2 separate regions of the Sus scrofa genome follow, and region 2 is linked to region 1. The links are chromatin contacts, called in public Hi-C maps. All regions are on one chromosome and are shown on one strand. Each heading gives the region's core, a stretch centred on a gene start, on an enhancer-like site or on the middle of the called end of the contact. The rest is flanking DNA. Distances are from core to core; before and after follow the strand shown.

Region 1 (3,151 bases), core at 231-2,730:
AGGGAAAACACCCTCGCTGCACACTGGTTCCTCCATCAGCCTCCAAAGGAGCCTGTGATAACCGCATTGAGGCACTATGACTTGGCTCTTACGTGGGACCCTGAAGCAACCACAGCACAGCAATTCTTTGAGCTGAAGAAATGAATACATAAAATAAAAAGGCACTTTCCAAAGGGACCAATCTTACAATCTGAAAGAAAAGCTTCTCTGATAAACGGGCACAATATTGGCTGTTGAGGGAAAGTATCTGTTTGGGGAAACTGCCAAAAGGATTAGGCATTCAGTTTCCGCCAGTTAATCATTTACAATTATGAGTCCAGGCAGATCAATAAGATCCACCACAAAGAGATAAGAAAGTTGGAGAGCAACAGAGGAACCATTTACAAGTGCAAAGTCTAGAGATGAGTCCACGTGGCCAATGCAATGGCTCTCATGGTTCCGCTGTCCCCACTGGGGGCCATGGCTTGAAGGCAGGGTGAGGACAACAGGGAATGGGATTTCGGATTCATCACTGGAGGGCGCCAAGTTCTTACCAAGTAGCTGGGCTTTCAGGCGCTTTGGGCGGAACTCTTTGTCTTCTACAACTTTCTATGTTTTTTTGCTCATTACTTATAATCTTGGATTGATCTTTTTAGCTTCACAAATCTTTCCATTGGTAAAGCCATTATTTAGTCTGCATATTTTCGTCACCTACCTTCCCTTCCCCATTCACTTTCAGACCCTGACAACCTTTTCTCATTCCATGGAGCCCTTCTCCAGGTAAGATACTGTTCAAGCAGCTGGCACACTTGTTGTTGAGATTCGCATAGTTCACTAGATAAATCCCAGGTACTCCTTCACCTGTTTACTGATGGTCCTAATCAGCCATTCTCGTTTTCTTGCCTCTTTCTCTCCAGATCATTTTCCTTCAAGACACTGCCTCTCTGGATTGCCTGTTAGCCTAGCAAAAATCTTGGAAGGAAATTAGCTCAAAGAAGGACTTCCTGTATCTATCTGGAAGAGATACCTCTAAGCTTTCTTTCAAATAGTAATAAATGCTTGAAATGCGCCCTCATCCAGGTAGAAATTTCCTGCTGACATCACTTTACCAGGTAATGTTCCTTTTCTTCCCTGCTAAACATATTCACTTCATGGTACACAATACAAATGTCTTTCTATATATCAAACACGCCCCATCACAGACACCTGTAAATGACCAAATGAGTTCTGTGAAGGACAGAAAGCCATTTAGAGCTTATTAAACATTATTTGGGCCATTTACAATCAATGCGAATTGAGCTGAGCAGAGTCAAAATAAAACTTGAAATGGTAACTAATTTTTCCGGTTCTCTTTACCTTGCAGAACCATCAAAACAAAGATCTCAAAGTCCATGTATTAATCTGTCTCTAATTGAAGGCCTTGTTTTCTCTAGGCAAGATCTTCAATAATGTCATTCTTTTTTCCTGACTTCTGACCCAGGAGAACAGTGATTGGCTGGGCCCAGCACTGCCCTCCTCCCAGGGAGGCAGGTGGAATGAGGCCTTAATGTCCTACTACCACCGTGGTGGTAGGAAAAAGATTGTTTCTCAATTTTTCCTTCTCATCCCCCGACTCTCTCCCCACCCCTCCCTGCATGCCTGCCCCTGCCTTCTCCTGCCAACCATTTCTTGCTCTTGGTTAACTGTTTAAACCTCCCCCCCTTTTTGGGATAATTACAAAAGGCAAACTATCACTTTTCTTGGGAATAGTGATAGATACAAATAAACTGTGATTATAAAATTAATACATATTCACGTTAACAGGATTTTTTTTTTTGAAAATACAAGAAATTAGATGAAATATAAGTTCCTCTGTAACTCTACCTTTCAGAGATACGGATCTCAGAATTTTGATGCCTCTGCTTTTTTTTTTTTTTAAATTAAAAAATTGAGATAATGTAGCTCCTGCTGTGGCTCAGTGGGTTAAGAACCTGACCCAGTATTTGTGAGGATGCCTGGCCTCGCTTAGTGGGTTAAGGATCTGGTATTGCCATGGCAGTTGTGACTCCGATTCGACCCTTAGCCCAGGAACTTCCATATGCTGTAGGTGTGGCCATAAAAAGAAAAAAAAAATTGAGATCACTTTTTAATATCAGATCTCCACTTAACACTATTTGGCAATCATTTCTTATGTCATTAAAATTATTACTGGAGTTCCCACTGTGCAACAGGATTGGCAGTGTCTCTGCAGCGCCAGGATGCAGGTTTGGTCCTTGGTCTGGCACGGTGGATTGAAGAATCCAGCGTTGCCATAGCTGCAGTATAGATTGCAGCTGTGGCTTGGATCTGATTCCTGGCCCGGGAAGTCCATATGCCTTGAGGCAGCCAAAAATAAAAATAAAATAATTATTAAAGCATGGTTTAATTTTTTTTTTTTTTTTTTTTCCTGCAGCTATAGCAAGAGGAAGAGTTCCTGAGCCAGGAATCACCTGTGCCACAGCAGTGACAATGCTGGGATCCTTAACCCACTGAGCCACCTGGGGCCTCCTAAAGCATGATTTTAAAGTTGTCATCATATCACATCCTGTGGCTTCATCATTGTTCATTCTTCTATTCCCTCGGTATGGGGCAACTAGTCTCCTTATGATTTTGCTACTGTAAATAATACTATAACATACTTTCCCCTCATACATCTGTGGCGTTTTAATAGGGGACATTTGAAGACTCCCAAGAAATGTCTCTTTAACACAAAACTGCAGAAATCGGTTACAGGAGGAGTTATAATTTTGAAGGAAAAAGACTTTTGCTTCACTTGCCTGCTAAAAAGGTGAACTACCTTTGTGTGTGGCTGAGGTCAGAGATGGATGAAGCAACTGCTAGGTGATCACCGAGGTAGGAGGAAAGAGGGGTGAGAAAGCTGACCAGTCTTCAACTAGTAAATGGAGATCACAGGCTTCCTATCTTCCACTTTCCACCTATCATTCCAAAACGGAAGTAAGGCTGGCCCCTCGTGTGTGTTCATGTCCACTCTTCCCATTGTCTGACTTGAGACACACACTGTATAAACCCTCGATGACAGGCTGCTAAAGGAAGAGCTAAACCCATGAATTAAGAGTTCCTCAAAGAGAGGTGTGGCTGAGGCAGAAGTGACAGCTTCATCCCCTCCCAGCTTCCATTGTTCCTGAGTACTCAG
Region 2 (3,098 bases), core at 39-2,538, 600 kb before region 1:
AAAGGAGGGGACAGGAACAGGATCAACCTACAAAAGGCTTCAGGGTCCTGTCCCTGCAGAAGACAGCTGAATTCTGCCTCTTAAAACCGAACAAATGCCTTCCTTATAGAAGAAAAGAGAATCGAGAGGTAGCCTGATTTTGTTTCCTCAGTTGCAGGTGATAATCAGAGCAGACTGGGTTCAGACATTGTCCTGGCTGCTCTCAAAACAAAACAAAACAAAACCACAAAAAAGCAACCAAAACAAAATCCCCTATTATTTTTGCATTGTTGATTAATTTTTAACATTAAATTGTGTATACTTCATCTCAGAGTAATAACTCAGGGTCCTCGTTTGACGAATGAGAGAAGAAAGCCACAGAGAATCTGCTCTTGTTTTTTGAGGTCGCAGTTGATTAAAGGGCAGAAGTGGGAAGTCCCTCCAGTTCCTATTCACCCCATTTACAAATGAAGGCACAGTATTTGCAGGGGCGTGGTGCACCCTGGGAACACACAGGGCCTGGGCAGTGTCCAGGTGACACAAGCTGGGGCTTTCCATCTGGATTACAGAGCTTTGTGTTCTTTTAACCCTCCTCATGCTTGAGGCAAGAGCACAGGAGGCAGCCAAGGAATGGAATTTCTCCTTTGTGCTTGGTAGGAAATGAACGAGGTTCAGGTCTGTGTAAAGATAGCCTGTGCTTTGCAAAATAGAATGAAGATAAGAACAAATGCCTAAGCGCCTTCCCCCATACCTGGGGAACAGCGAGCCTGCTGAATAATGGACCCTTTGTCTTGCAGGCAGGAATTTCCCTCCATAGCCAAGTGCACTTGGCAATGCAGGTAGATACCGCAGCTTCCGGAAGGAGCCTGCAGGAGCTGATGGCAGGTAGATACCGCAGCTTCCCAGGGCCTGCAGGAGCTGATGGCAGCCTTGCCCTAGGAATTGCTGAGGGTGGCTAGTGTTTTCTCATGGGGTGGCTGTGCTTCTGCAAAACGCTTAGTTTTACTCTGAGCACACCTTGCTGTGAAGTTCTGGGGAGTCACAGCAAATGAAGAAAATGCATAGGATGTGTTTGTTCTTCCAGCTCCAGGAGGAACTTTTTGGCCAGTGATTTCTACAACTCCTGCATAGAAACAAAGGAACACACGGAGAGGAGAGGAATGAAAAGTTTGCCCCAGCGAGGGGAGCTTAGTGCCAGAAAATGAGGCTGGCACTGGGCCAGCAGCTTGGCGCTGCCCTTGACCGCTCTCTGTGGCTCGTTTGGGAATGTCCTCCCGGCCGCACCTGGCCTTCGTGCTGTAATTCACCAAGCCTTCCTATCACAAGCCTTGATAGGAAGTAAACAGGAAACTGTGAGTCAGGGAGCGTCTAAACACAGTCCCCCTGCCAGGCTAGCCTTGTGTTCGGGGAAAATCCCCGTGTGCCTGGCTTTACTGAACCACAACACCGGCTCCTGGGGAAGAGCAGGCTCCCCAGAAAGCCCGGGACGGGGAGAGCGGATGTATCCCAGCATCTCGGTGGTGAAGCCCTGCTAGGAGTGGCCTCACAGGCTGCAGATGGAAACCGAGCTGTGACCTCCTGCAAATCCATTCTTGGCACCACCTGGGAGCCCTGGGTTTCTTTTGGGATCTATACAATGTCATTTTACCTTAATCCACAAAATGTTAAGATCTCCGCCTAAGTCCTGTTTTGATTTGTTTTGTTTTTTAAGTTATTATTATTATTATTTTTCTTTTTAGGACCACACCCATGGCATATGGAGGTACCTAGGCTAGGAGTCCAATCAGAGCTGTACCTGCCAGCCTACACCACAGCCATGCCAGATTCATGCCACTTCTGCGACCTACATACACCACAGCTCACCGCAAGGCTGATCCTTAACCCACTGAGCGAGGCTGGGGATCCAACCCGCATCCTCATGGATCCTAGTCGGGTTGGTTAACCGCTGAGCCACCACAGGAACTCTGACCCCTATGTCCTGTTGCTCTTGTGTTTATTTTAAATTGTCATAGTTGGGGAGTTCCCTGGTGACCTAGCAGGTTAAGGATATGGTGTCATCGTTGCCCGTGGCACGAGTTTGATCTCTTGCTGAGGAAGTTCTGCATGCTGCAAGCCCGCCCCGCTTCCCCTCTTCCCCCTCCCCCCAAAAGCCATAGCTGGTTCATCATGGATTATTGCATGAGTTTTGATTTTTTTTAAAAATATCTCATAAAAATATTATTTATCTTGATTACTGAGTTGAGGGGGTGCCCAGTAGCTACCCCAGTAGCTGCCCTGTTTGTCACCCCAGGAGCCCAGGAACACTGGGGTGACCTCCAGCTACACAGCCCAGAAGGGGTGGAGTCGGGAAGGCCCGGCTCCCAGGCTTTGCTTTTGCACATGCGCAGTGTGTCACTGGAGCCCTTTCCAGGCGCGGACCTGGACCAGGGCTCAAACCACTCCTGCTCCGTGGAGGAGATGCATCCTTGCTCTCACTTCAGGCAGCCTGTGCCTGGAGATAAACCTGGGAGCTTAATCATTTTTCCGCTTGAATAATCCCTCCTTTGGCGTATTTAGGGGGTGGGAGGAGCGCTGGGAGGCTGTGCTTGGTGAATGCGCTGAGGCTTTTAGGAGGCATTCAAGAGAGAGAGGGATAGTCCTAAGCCGCTGTTTAGGACAAAGAAGTTAGACATCGCTGGCATCTGTATAATATTCTCTCTTCCATGCTGTCCTGCGTGCAAGATGTGAGCGGCTTATCCTGGGACTTCAGGCAGGGCCAAATGACAGCAAAATCCAGCGATCTTTTCTGATGTTGAAGGCCACCTTGCCAGTCTTGGAGATTTACAAAGCAGGAAGGTAAAGAAAGAAATTTGCTCAGTGGCCCTGATTTATAACGTGACGAGGTTCCAAAGATCTATCGCCTCTAAATCTTTACTTGTATGGAGATGGTGGGTTCCCTGCCCGCTCCACCCATCCGGAGCCAAATGAAACTCTTCTTAGTGGAATTTATGCCATTTCATAAATTCTCTCTCTCTTCAGTGAAAACAGAGTCAATTAGGAGAAGGGAAGTGGACAAAAGAAAGTAACAACCGCCTTGCAGTAGAGTTGGGTTTTAGGAATAATTTCCATGAAAAATTGTC

Evidence for each region. A called contact is a pair of places that touch in the nucleus more often than the background predicts.
Region 2: a contact with region 1 is called in a Hi-C map of liver, with 9 times the contacts expected there. The contact joins two enhancer-like sites. A contact is called at or near these places in 2 of 47 Hi-C or Micro-C datasets (embryonic fibroblasts and liver).

What each region holds. Positions count from the first base shown.
Region 1 is chr10:50,263,795-50,266,945 of Sscrofa11.1, reverse strand. The region is part of intron 3 of LOC102166141 (a long non-coding RNA gene); the gene reads right to left. It overlaps LOC102166227 (a long non-coding RNA gene), which reads left to right. Exons shown (of 4, transcript XR_002336361.1): 2 at 3-759; 3 at 897-1,091; 4 at 2,411-3,151. Among named protein-coding and RNA genes, the nearest start is that of THNSL1, 45 kb to the left of the region's middle. Within about 2 kb of position 1,480, at least 6 of the 83 cell types and tissues checked have an H3K27ac peak or open chromatin away from gene starts, as enhancers often do. A contact at or near this core is called in liver, where this site is marked.
Region 2 is chr10:50,861,366-50,864,463 of Sscrofa11.1, reverse strand. The region is part of intron 3 of KIAA1217 (sickle tail protein homolog); the gene reads left to right. Among named protein-coding and RNA genes, the nearest start is that of KIAA1217, 170 kb to the left of the region's middle. Within about 2 kb of position 1,288, at least 32 of the 83 cell types and tissues checked have an H3K27ac peak or open chromatin away from gene starts, as enhancers often do. A contact at or near this core is called in liver, where this site is marked.